Linked DNA regions of Rattus norvegicus: region 1 is linked to region 2. Evidence: chromatin contacts called from public Hi-C data. All regions are on one chromosome and are shown on one strand. Each heading gives the region's core, a stretch centred on a gene start, on an enhancer-like site or on the middle of the called end of the contact. The rest is flanking DNA. Distances are from core to core; before and after follow the strand shown.

Evidence for each region. A called contact is a pair of places that touch in the nucleus more often than the background predicts.
Region 1: a contact with region 2 is called in a Hi-C map of the Rat2 cell line, with 4 times the contacts expected there. The contact joins the promoter of Rad1 here to the enhancer-like site in region 2. A contact is called at or near these places in 2 of 12 Hi-C or Micro-C datasets (the Rat2 cell line and frontal cortex).

The regions. Positions count from the first base shown.
Region 1 is chr2:61,185,395-61,190,973 of GRCr8, reverse strand. It overlaps Rad1 (RAD1 checkpoint DNA exonuclease), which reads right to left and starts at 2,165. Exons shown (of 6, transcript NM_001106419.1): 1 at 1,921-2,165; 2 at 1,439-1,701. The coding sequence starts at 1,636. Brix1 (biogenesis of ribosomes BRX1) reads left to right here and starts at 2,327. Exons shown (of 10, transcript NM_001029915.1): 1 at 2,327-2,486; 2 at 4,503-4,614. The coding sequence starts at 2,331.
Region 2 is chr2:61,101,903-61,107,417 of GRCr8, reverse strand. Agxt2 (alanine-glyoxylate aminotransferase 2) reads right to left here. Exons shown (of 14, transcript NM_031835.2): 14 at 2,590-3,039. The coding sequence ends at 2,932. Among named protein-coding and RNA genes, the nearest start is that of Agxt2, 41 kb to the right of the region's middle. Within about 2 kb of position 1,362, at least 7 of the 93 cell types and tissues checked have an H3K27ac peak or open chromatin away from gene starts, as enhancers often do.

The DNA of each region.
Region 1 (5,579 bases), core at 916-3,415, 83 kb before region 2:
AAGAACAAACATGCAAACATGAAAGTGAGGTCATAGTAAGGAATGAAAAATTCACACATGAGAGTTTACATTTCACTTTATGCTTAGAAAGTAACCATACTGTGCCAACTCCATGAGACTATTTCTCATTCCCAACTAAGGCATGCTAACTTTGCAATGTTTATCACTTGAATACTACTTGATGGTTTAATCATTAAAGGTGTAACACTAAGGCCCCATTTAGAAGCTCCTGAAGGGGGTAGGGGTAGGATATGATGAAAATATATTGTATGAATTTTTTTTTTGGTTAAAAGGGAGTAGGAGAGATGGCTCATCAGTTAAGTACACTTGCTACACTTCCAGAAAACACGTTTGATTTCCAGCACCCACATGGTGACTCAAAACCATCTGTAACCAATTTAACCATAATAAATGTTTATGCCACAACAATAGTAGTAGTAATAGTAGTAGTAGTAATAGTAGTAGTAGTAGTAATAGCAGTAATAGTAATAGTAGTAGTAGTAATATAGTTCACCATGGTGACCCAACACCCTCTTCTGGGTTGGGCAGGAACCAGGCACATGCCTTTTGCAGACATTCATGCAGATAAAACATTCTTACACATAAAATTAAAAAGTAAAAACCAAAACCAAATAAAAAACCACAAAGACAACCCCTCTCAGCAAGGGTCCTTCATTTTCATTTCTGGATCTAAATCCACTAAGTTTATCCTAACTTTGTCTTTTGTGCCTATCAGTTAAAGCTAAAGTCACTTCAGGATAGGACAATTTAATAATGCATGCATGATAATTATTTCCAATTTCTTTTGAAAACAGAAACCATGTTTTATTTATTCCTACATAATTGTGAGTTGATACTATACTCAAGCGTTCAAAAACATGAATTGAACATTGAGCTCCGACCTGACTCATACAAATACTACATAAGAATAGATTATAGCTGTGGGTGATGGTGGGGCTTTGATGCCAGTACTTCAATACAAGGCAGAAGCAGGCTGATCTCCAAGAACTTGAAGTCGATCTAGTCTACAAAAGCAAGTTCCAGGTAACCAGGGCCATATGTTAGACTGCCTCGGGGGGAAAAATGCTATTACAGCCAGTAAGAGGAAAAACTAAAACATGCATTTCAATAATTATATTGTAAAGAGTAAACATTCTCGGTTGTTATCCTAACTAAATAAGACTATTGAAAATTAAGTCTGGTGCCACTTATGTCAAATAGGAAAGATAAAGTGTCTATAAAAGGTAAATGGTGATGAGTGTCTCATTAATAAACTGTCACTAGTAATCGTTCATCTGTGTGAGACAAGATGGGGAAAGTATTTGTTGGCAGGAAAGAAAAAAGTAGGCATTTTGTTCTCTAACTTGAGTTTTATGGAATAAGTCCTTCAAGTTAAACTCGTTAGGGAATGCTTAAAAATGTCTCCACTCCCCCATACCTGAATAAAGGCATTGGCTTGCACACACTTTGCATTTTCCACGGTAACCTTGATTCCATTTTTAGTAGCAAAACACGTGGCGTGTTCTTTGAAGTGAATGGCTTTCAAGACAGTGGAGAGATTCCTAACGTTGTCAAGGCTGGCCACTAAGCAGTACTGTTCGTACTCATCCTCATTGTACTGGGTTAGGAGAGGCATGGGTGGACCACTGTACGTTCAGCTCAGAGAGAAGGATGCTCCTCTTCCGGAAGATCTCCGAAAACCTGAGACACGGAACAACAAACCCCGCGATCAGTGCTAACAGGACTGGCGATCTCAACCCGAGCCGAAATCGGGAACATTCTATCTCCATGTCTCAAAACTACGGTTTCCTTGTCTGATACAGCCGGAAAATGCAATTCACTGGGTAGTTCTAATTGGCGCGGGTTCCTACAGGGTAACAAGAGCACGAGGCCTGCTTAGCCCCTCTGAGCGCCACCAACCTTAGCCCGCCACAGACACCTTAGACCGCGGCGCCGACCGTCACCCAGCTCACCAGCCCGCTCGCCGCACAGCGGCCACTAAGGGGAGCCCCGGGCGCCAGGCCCCTGCCTTTGAGGTGACGTCCGATCCCGTAAAGCCCTTGTCAGCCTAGCCCCAAGAAGAACACCCTGAGAATCCAGAAGCCAGCAAGCCTGGCAAACAGCTCCCGCCACTGTTCAGACCCGCAGCCAACCAGGCCACCGTCACCACCGAGCCGCCGGGTGCCTAGATAGTCTACCACAAGACCGGAAGAAAGCGTCTGAGAGCTGGATGACTAACTCAGGGCTCAGCGTGCACTACCATAGAGATCGGAAGAAGGAGCGAGCGGCGGAACCGGAAGTGTGGACAGCAACTAACGCGGCGAGGCAGGATGGCGGCGACTAAGAGAAAGCGGCGTGGGGACCTGGAGGTTCAAGCAAAGAAGCCAAAAAAGAACCGGAAAGATGCCGGGCAGCCAGCTAAGCAGGCCGATGTGGCAAAAGAGGCGGAGGAAGAAAAAGATCGTATTCCAGGTCCTGTTTGCAAGGTAAGAGGCCCGACTCCTGGAGTTGGAGTCGGCTTCCTGACCCGCCTTTGAGCTACCGAAGTGACTTCAACCAAAACTTGACTGGATTATGAGCTTAAGGTTCCCTTGACTGGACAGGACAGTGTTATGTCTAGTTTTCGTGCAGATGGCCGTATTCCTGGAAACCGCTGTTCGTAGACCCTTAGCCAACTAACAGGGAGGTAATTTAATGAGTATTTAGTTCTAATATTCTGCCTTCCGGTTACTGGTCCCCCGCCTCCCCAGAGTAATGTTTTTTCTTTTTCTTTTTTTCCTCAAAGTCTTTATGGTGTATCAATAAATTCCTTCCATCTTGGTCCATATCACACGGGGTTACCAAAGTTTGTTTGCCAAGCCTTTAAAGTTACTGTCCCTGTGAGTCCAACTTGTTTGGTTAGATCTTTAATTCAAAGGATAATAGTATTTTTTTTTTTTTTTTCGGAGCTGGGGACTGAACCCAGGGCCTTGCGCTTGCTAGGCAAGCTCTCTACCACTGAGCTAAATCCTCAACCCCGGGATAATAATATTATCAATAATAATAAACTTAGACCATTAATTTTACTGTGCTCAACAGTGCGTCACACTTATACCAAGATGAGCTTTCCTGGCCTTGGCATCTAGGAGACGATGAACAAGATTTCTTTCCTCCAGAAATACTGGAGTTTAGCAGGAAAGAAGGCTTCATAGAAAACTGGGTTTATTCTAAAGGCGAGCAGGTTCTTGTTAGAGTTACTTTCCGTCACCTGAAAACTCCTTAAGCAAGGTATATTTATGGAGGAAATCTTGCCTCAGACTTTTCTGACCTTTGTGCTTAGTGTAGTACTCTAGTACTAAGTAAAAAGTAAATGTGAAAGGCCAGTGTATATTGTACCCCAGTTTTAATTAACAGCTAAATCTCATACCCTTGTCTGAAAGGATAAAAGTGACTTTTTCGAAAAATAAGCTGGACTCATAAGGTTTTCAATAAAAGTCAGTGCTCTCTTTTAGGAGTCAGACAGAAACATGTTGGGAACTGTAATCTGAGTCACACTATGATACATTAATTGAAGTTAATGAGGCAATTACTACTTTTAGGGTGGTAAGGAAACATGTAGGACTTAGCCTTTTAGCTGGATTTCAAAGAAAGGGTTCAATTTATATATTGGGGGGGAGATGAAAAAAATTCATCAAAGGCATTAAATGGGGGGTAAGGGTTGGTGGAGAAAATCTAAAAACTCAGCTGATTAGCTGAGAATGTGCAGGGTCAGTGTTGGGCAGTGGTGTTGTAAACAGTGAAAATGCATTTTATAGTCCATGTTGAAGTTTGGAAACCAAGATTAAATTGGTGCTAGTTAGCTGTCACAGTGATTCTGTCTGGGAAAGCCAGGCATTCAAGAGCTTTGCAGCTGTTGATAATCAGTTATAGGGATTTAAGGACACTGTAGGCTTTACAAACTGTTGTAAAGAGGAACTGATAGTGGTCAGTGGTGCTTATGATGTCTGTGAGAAACCAGAGGCAAATGGGATCTTCAGAGTATGAGCCCCTGAAGTGAGGTAGCAGAAGGAGGGAAGGGCTAAAGAAGGGGGGAAGAAATATTGGTAAGGAAATATGCAGGTTTAGGCTTGGTAAAGTTTAGTGTTAGAGTTGAGTTTGAAGCTTTACTCTGTCTGATACATGTATAATTAAAGCTAGAAAGAGTCTTGCCTTTCTGTACAGTTAAACTGGAAATGAACATAGGAACTGTAATGGGGAGAATAAAAAGTTAAAGATGTTAGGGGGCTAAGGAAAGATCCTTGCAGTGGTGAGGGTGGTGAAGTAGTCCGTTTCGTTTTAAGACCTTGGCCTATGTTCCCAGGACAGCCTTAAAGTCCTGGTCCAAGTCCTCCTGCTTCAGCCTCAGTACTGGGACTAAGGAAGTATATCAATGATGCCTGATACTGGAAACTTGAAAAACTGTCAAAAACACACGAAGTAAGTTCAGCACAAAATGTTAAAATCTACCGTTTTCTTTTCTTTAGGGCAAATGGAAAAATAAAGAGCGGATCCTCATCTTTTCTTCCAGAGGAATAAATTTCAGAACAAGACACTTGATGCAAGACTTGAGAATGTTGATGCCTCATTCTAAAGCAGGTACGCTAGCATTGTGCTTTACACTGTGTGTATAGACCTGACTAACATATTTACATATTTACCTGTTTGCTCGGCTTTGTCAGGTAAAGAACCACAGTACACTACTACAGGTTGCTGGTACAGTCTAGTCAGTTAAGTAGAGGAGCTGAGGTTAGTCCCCAGAATTGGCAGAAAGGGTCTGGGTGTGGTGGCACAGGACTACTACTCCAGCTCTGAGAAGGTGGAGGCAGATGAATACTTGGGGCTTGATGGCGAGCCAGTTTTGCCAGGTGGGCAACCTCTGCCAGTTTAAGGACCCTGACTCAAAAACAAGGTGAGCAGCACCTGAAGGAAGACACCCTAGGGTGACCTCTGGACTGATGAAAACACACACACACACACACACACACACACACACACACACTCATTCACTTCAAAAGTTCACTCAAGTACCACATTTTAAAAGAAATTCTTAAATTATTAGAAGTTATTGACAAAAGTCCACATGTTATTTACTTTTAAAAATATCCATCTTAATATAGAAGGGTTTCCTAAAAATTCAAGAGCACTTACATTACAGTAGCTTCTAGTGGTCAGAAGATGGATGGGATATGGAGGAAGGACTGGCGTGCATTGCTTCCTAAACATTTAAAAACTTTCATTTTTGAGACAGGGTCACTTTATATAGCCTAGTCTTCCCTTGCCTTTTACTCATAAGGATCTGCTTATTTGAGCCCCGTGTTGGGACTGAAAGTGTGTGTACCACTACCCTTGGCTTAACAGTGTTCTTTTCTGCCTTAGAGGCTACTGAGAAATGTTTGCTTTTGATTTCAGACATCTGTCACTGCCGTGTGTATAGTGTATGGCTGTTTCCTGAGATGGTTTTGGATTATGTTTTATGGAATGGCTTAGTTTTTTAGTCTTTCTCAAGCCAAACTTGTCTGTACTGTCCTCAATCCCTGAAAGTAACTGAAATTCTTTATTGA
Region 2 (5,515 bases), core at 113-2,612:
TTAGTGGATTGGTATTCAAAATATTTTAAAGCAGTTGCTAACATTTTGCCATTGTATTTAATTACATGATTAACTATCAATATGTTCCAGGTGTGCAAAGAAGTTTACTTGAGCTAAGTATTCATTGTCTTCACTTGAGACTGTTTTAATAGGAAAGGGAAAAAAAAGTTGGCAAGAATGTAGGCTCCTTGTCTTATGCAAGCTGGCTTATAGCCCACCTCCTGTGGGTAGAGCAGAAAATGGAAGGGAGAAAGATGGTGGTGTTAAGTGCCTGCCCACGACTCCAAATGGAACAAAGAAGGATGCCTTCCTGTTTAAATACCAGGAAGAAGAATGAAAGGCTATCCGGTGTCCCAATGCACCAAGTCATACCCTTCCTGCCTTCAGGACTGTGATGCATGTTCAATTTCATCTCTTTCCAAGAGTTGCCGTTTCCCTTGGTCATCTGGGAGTTGGGTAGAGCCATGCACCTTTTAAAGCCCAGAAATAGAGCCCGGCATCTGGCTATCTTTTGGAATTGTATTGTTGGCTTTTTGTCAGGATTTTCATGTTTCATCTCCAGTGCAGCAGTGTTGGGAGGCCCAGTGACAGGTGTTGGGTCATGAAGGTGAGACCCACATAAATAGATAACTTCTTTTCTCTTGTAAGTCCATTGTCCTGCCAGTCTGGAATAAAGATTGCCTCAGCCATTTGCGGTAGAGCAAGTTTGCCTTATCTCTTTTTCCCTCTGTATACACCACTTATTACAAGAGAGACTGTAAACAGTCTCTGCCTCCTGAGTGCTGGCATTAAAGGTGTGTGCCACCAACACCCAGCCTGTATGGCGAGTGGCAGGACTCAGACCCTGGTGGCTGGGCTGGGCTGGGGGGGAAAGGAAACAAATGGAACACAAAAACTCTTCTTGGGGAAACAGTGGTTATGAAGGAAAGAAGGAAGACATAGTTCGAAAGGACTCTATCTTTTGCAGGGCTCGTTAGTTTTCTGAGTTTTAAAACCAAATCCACTCCTAAGATGAGCCCAGGCAAGTTAATACATTTAGCTCTCAAGAAACTGGGGCTAAGAAAGGCTAAAAGACTTGTTCAGGGTCAATTATAGCAAATTAAGCTGGAGAACCAAGTAGAGAATGCTCTCTTAATTCAATGGTCTTTCCATGGTGCCAAACCGAACACTTCTGGTAGTCACTCTTCTAGCATGGTCTTTCCATGGTGCCAAACCGAACACTTCTGGTAGTCACTCTTCTAGCATCCTGGTGAACATGGTGTTCCACACTGAAGGAATCTGATTTGTCTGAGGGACACTGGGGAGAAGGTGGGAGGCTTTGCACTAGGGAATGCTATGTTTAAGTCAATGCCGGATGGAAACAAATCTGGTAGCAAGCTGTAGGATGTGTTAAAAGAGACATCACAAGAAGGATAAGACAATCAGGGCACAGCTTCAAGCTGGAACATATTTTAAATATATATCCAATCACATGATTAAGTTAGCTCTTCGGTTGCTTTTTGGCTTTTATTCCAGAGAGGGTCTTGGTCAGTTTGCCAGTATTATTTTTACTAGGCTTCAAATACTCTAATTAAAAAAATTTTTTTTAGGCTGAACACATTTGTAAACTCTAATGTACTCTGAGAACAGGATTTTAAAATTATTCATTTGGTTGGGTGTGTAAAAGTGAGTGAGGAGGCCAGGGGTCAACCTGGACTGTTATTCCTCAGGGATAGCCACCATCTTGGATTTTTTGGGATAGGCCCTCTCACTGTTCTGGGATTTGGTAATTGAGCTAGGCTGTGGAAAGTGAGTCCCAGGAATTCCCCTGTCTCAGCCTCTCCAGTGGCCCACTATTGTTTGTGTTGTGATCCAGCAGAAGTCTCTGTACTTGTGAGACAAACGCGTCATGGACTATGTCTAGGTGCCTTTCCTCTGTTTTCATGGATTCTCTGTAAGTAGTATATTTTGCAATTTATGGTAATTATATGAATGTTATTGTTAAATACATTTAAGTGAGTAGTATGTCAAATTAAAGAATATTGCCAGTTCTAAGACACAGCCAGGTAACACCTATATCAAAGAATATTTACAGTTGTACATACTAATGACCAGAATTTTGGAAATTATGTATGCATCTGCCACAGCAGAAGGAAGGGTTTAGATGAAGGTGAGATGATGCTGACCACACGAGAAAAAAAATAGATATTTTTAGGGAGCTGAAGGTTTGGGGTACAGCTGCATTCCTAAGGTATTTTCTGCATTGTTTCCCAAGATGCCTTGGGCTGCAATAATGGAAAATATTAAAAGTCTTAAATATTAAATAAATATTAAATATTAAAAGTCTTAAGCAGCACCACGAATTTATTGTTTCATAAATCAAGAAACCCTGAGATAGGGTGGTTCCAGGATTCATGGTCAGTGATTCATTGACATTACCAACCTCTTAGCTTCCAACCACATTCCCAGCGTAGTACAGTGACCAGGCTTTATCCCTACAGGGCTTCCAGGTGCCTGGTGTGAATTGAGAAACCGCATCATGAGAGGCCGAAGTTTCCAGTGTGACGAGAGGCATCTGAGCTGAAGCATGAAAAAATGTTTGCCCAGAGGTAGTGTCACGGAAAGGATTTACTTCAGGACTCATCGGCGACACATATACTGTGTATTCATTTACAAACCAGTTAATGCAACGGGAAATAACATTAGCCCAGACTAATCTACACAAACTAAGACTTATTCTGTGAGCCAGTGACAGATACTTCTCCTGAAGGATGGAATTATCAGGAGAATGGGGACTCAGTTGACAAATGTAGCCAGTAGATAGTCCATCGAGTCTTTTACAATTACTTCAGAGGGCTGCAGGGTTTTTTTCTATCTAATACTTGTGGTTTCAGCATCTCTCCAATCCAACTCTGAGCATAGTTGAGAAGTTCTTGAGGCTTGGGGCTCTTCTTACTTAGCTCTTCTCTCCATGTGTTGAGTTAAGGCAGAACGAAATACTTCAAATGCAAAATCCACTTCCAGCTTTGTGACACGCATCGGGGGCGCAATGCGGAAAGTCTAAGGGGACAGAGGAAAACAGAGCTCGAATCATCAGAGAATCAGATGTGACTTCCGGGAAATGGGCTAAACCACGAATCCCAAACCTTATTTTCACCACATTGCTGACATGTCTCTCACTAGGTTGGGCAACTAGGGTTGTTCGTCCCTCCTGGAATCTTCCACCTTCTCTACAAAAATCCTCCCATCATCTTGCTTTGAATTTTTTATTCCCTTTACAACCCAGTATCAGCCCTTCTTCTCTTCCCAGTACTTCTTCACGTAAGTCCTCCCCCATTCTCCTTAGAATGGGAAGCCCCCCTCTGGGTGTCAAGCCCCACCCCTCAGCCCCCCTCCCCATCAAGTTGCTGCAGGACTAGGCACACCCTCTCCCACTGAAACCAGACAAGGCTAACACTTTATGGGTAGGGGCTCCACCGGCAGGCAGGCAGGCTCAGGGACAGCCCCTGCACCAGTTGTTTGGGAGACCTGCATGAAGACCAAACTGCTCATCTCCTACACATGTGCAGGGGACCTAGTGCCAGCTTGAGCTTGCTCTTTGGTTGGTCGTTCAATCTCTGGGACCTTCCCAAGGGTTCAGGTTAGTTGATTCTGTTGGCCTTCCTGTGGAGTCCCTGTCCTCTTTGGGTCCCTCAATCTTTCTCCTAACTCTTCCGCAAGACTCCTCCACCTCCATCTACCGTTTGGGTGTGAGTCTCTGCATCTGTTTTTTCCATCTGTTTACCTGCTCGTCCTTCCACCACCGTCCCTGAGATCTTACTTCACCACCTCCCTCACACTCAGTTTCTGCCAACACAAAACATCAACTTTCCTAATTACCGCCTTCATCTCCACTCTTCTGTATCTACTCACGTCCAGGGTCAATGCCTGTTTCCCATTGCTGTTTCCCGTTGTGCCCACTATTTTTTATAAATATTTTAGGCCCCCCGTTCCTTTATTGTCTTCTGATATGTCCGTCACTCTATTTTGATCTCTCCCTTCTGTTGCCTCAAAGCTTGGCAAACAAAGCTAACTGGACTGCCTTCTCTCTTACCCATCACACAGCACACACTTCCAGCCAGTCTCATGCCGAATCTCAGTGCTGACTGAAGTAAATAAACTGCTTTGTTCCTATGTGCAGGGGCTGAGGAATATATGAAAACCGCGCAGGAGACCTGAGTGGCATTACCACAGTCACAGCCTTCAACTTCTGCTGGTTCCCGAGACCATTCTCTTCCTCTCTGATCATCCTTTAGCTTCCCTTCTAAACCGTGAGTTTTCTTCTTAGTTTTTCTTTAAACCAACTTCTATGCTTCCCATTCTATTTCGCAGGCAATCGTGGTTCCTATTTCCTTGAAGAAAATCGAGCCTCTCTGACATAGTCTTTCTTTAAACCAGTTTGTTCCCCCATACGCTCTTATCTCTTTCCCAAAGGCTCAGAGAACGATGTCTTTACTCTTCGGTTCTAAATGGTTCACCTCTGCTCTTGACCCTGGCTCGTCATTTCCGTGCCAGGAAACGTCCCCATGTTCTCTCAAATATTTGACCTTCCTTCAACTTCCAATCAGGCAGTATCTGTAAGATGCTTGAATCTTATGTAATCCTGATTCAGATACACCAAGCAAAACCTGAGTTGACTCTCAGTGTCTCGTAGGTGTAATACATATGCTTTCTTCCCTGCTCTTACTCAGCCTTATTTATAAGACTTGCTGGTACTCACCGGCTTTGGGTCTTCACTCCATCATTCTCTATTCACATTCCTTCCATCTACAGCATGGTTTCTGTCCTATTAACTTGCAGATATCACTATACGAAAGTTATCTGCAAGGCATGAGACCCACTGGGAATTTCTCAGGCCATATTCTTCCTGATTATCTCTGTTATACTTCACATTTGGGCATCCTCTTTCTCAACCCACCTTGCTTCTGCTTCCTTAATCCCATACTCTTCTGAACTCTTGGCATAGCATGGACCCCTTTGTGTCTCCACCTTCCACACTTCCCTTATGTCTACTGGAGGGAGTTCTTCCTTAATCTTCTGTTCTGAACATTTCACTGGGACACTACACTTTCCCAGTTTTCTCCTTTTATCATTTGCATGCTGATGACCCTAAACTATAATCTTTACTCCAGTCTTTCCAAGTTAACCACATACTCAAATACCAAACCTGGTGCCCCAAAATGCCTTAAATGGAGCACATTCAAAGACGAATGCTTTCTTGCCCACATTAAGCCCAACCAGACATGAGGAGTTCATCCTTGACTCCTGCTCATTGTTTGGACCCAAATCGTATGCATTCACTTCCAAAATATCACCAGAATGGACCCCCTATCCCTACAGCTGCTGCTGAAGCACAGAGAGCACCCTCAGTCCCTGCCAGACTCCCTAACTCCAGTCCCATCTCAGAGAACAGACTCAGCAGTGCACTCACTAGTTATATGACCTGGGCAACTTATTTAACATCTAGGTACCTCCTTTTATTTATTCATAAAGTTAG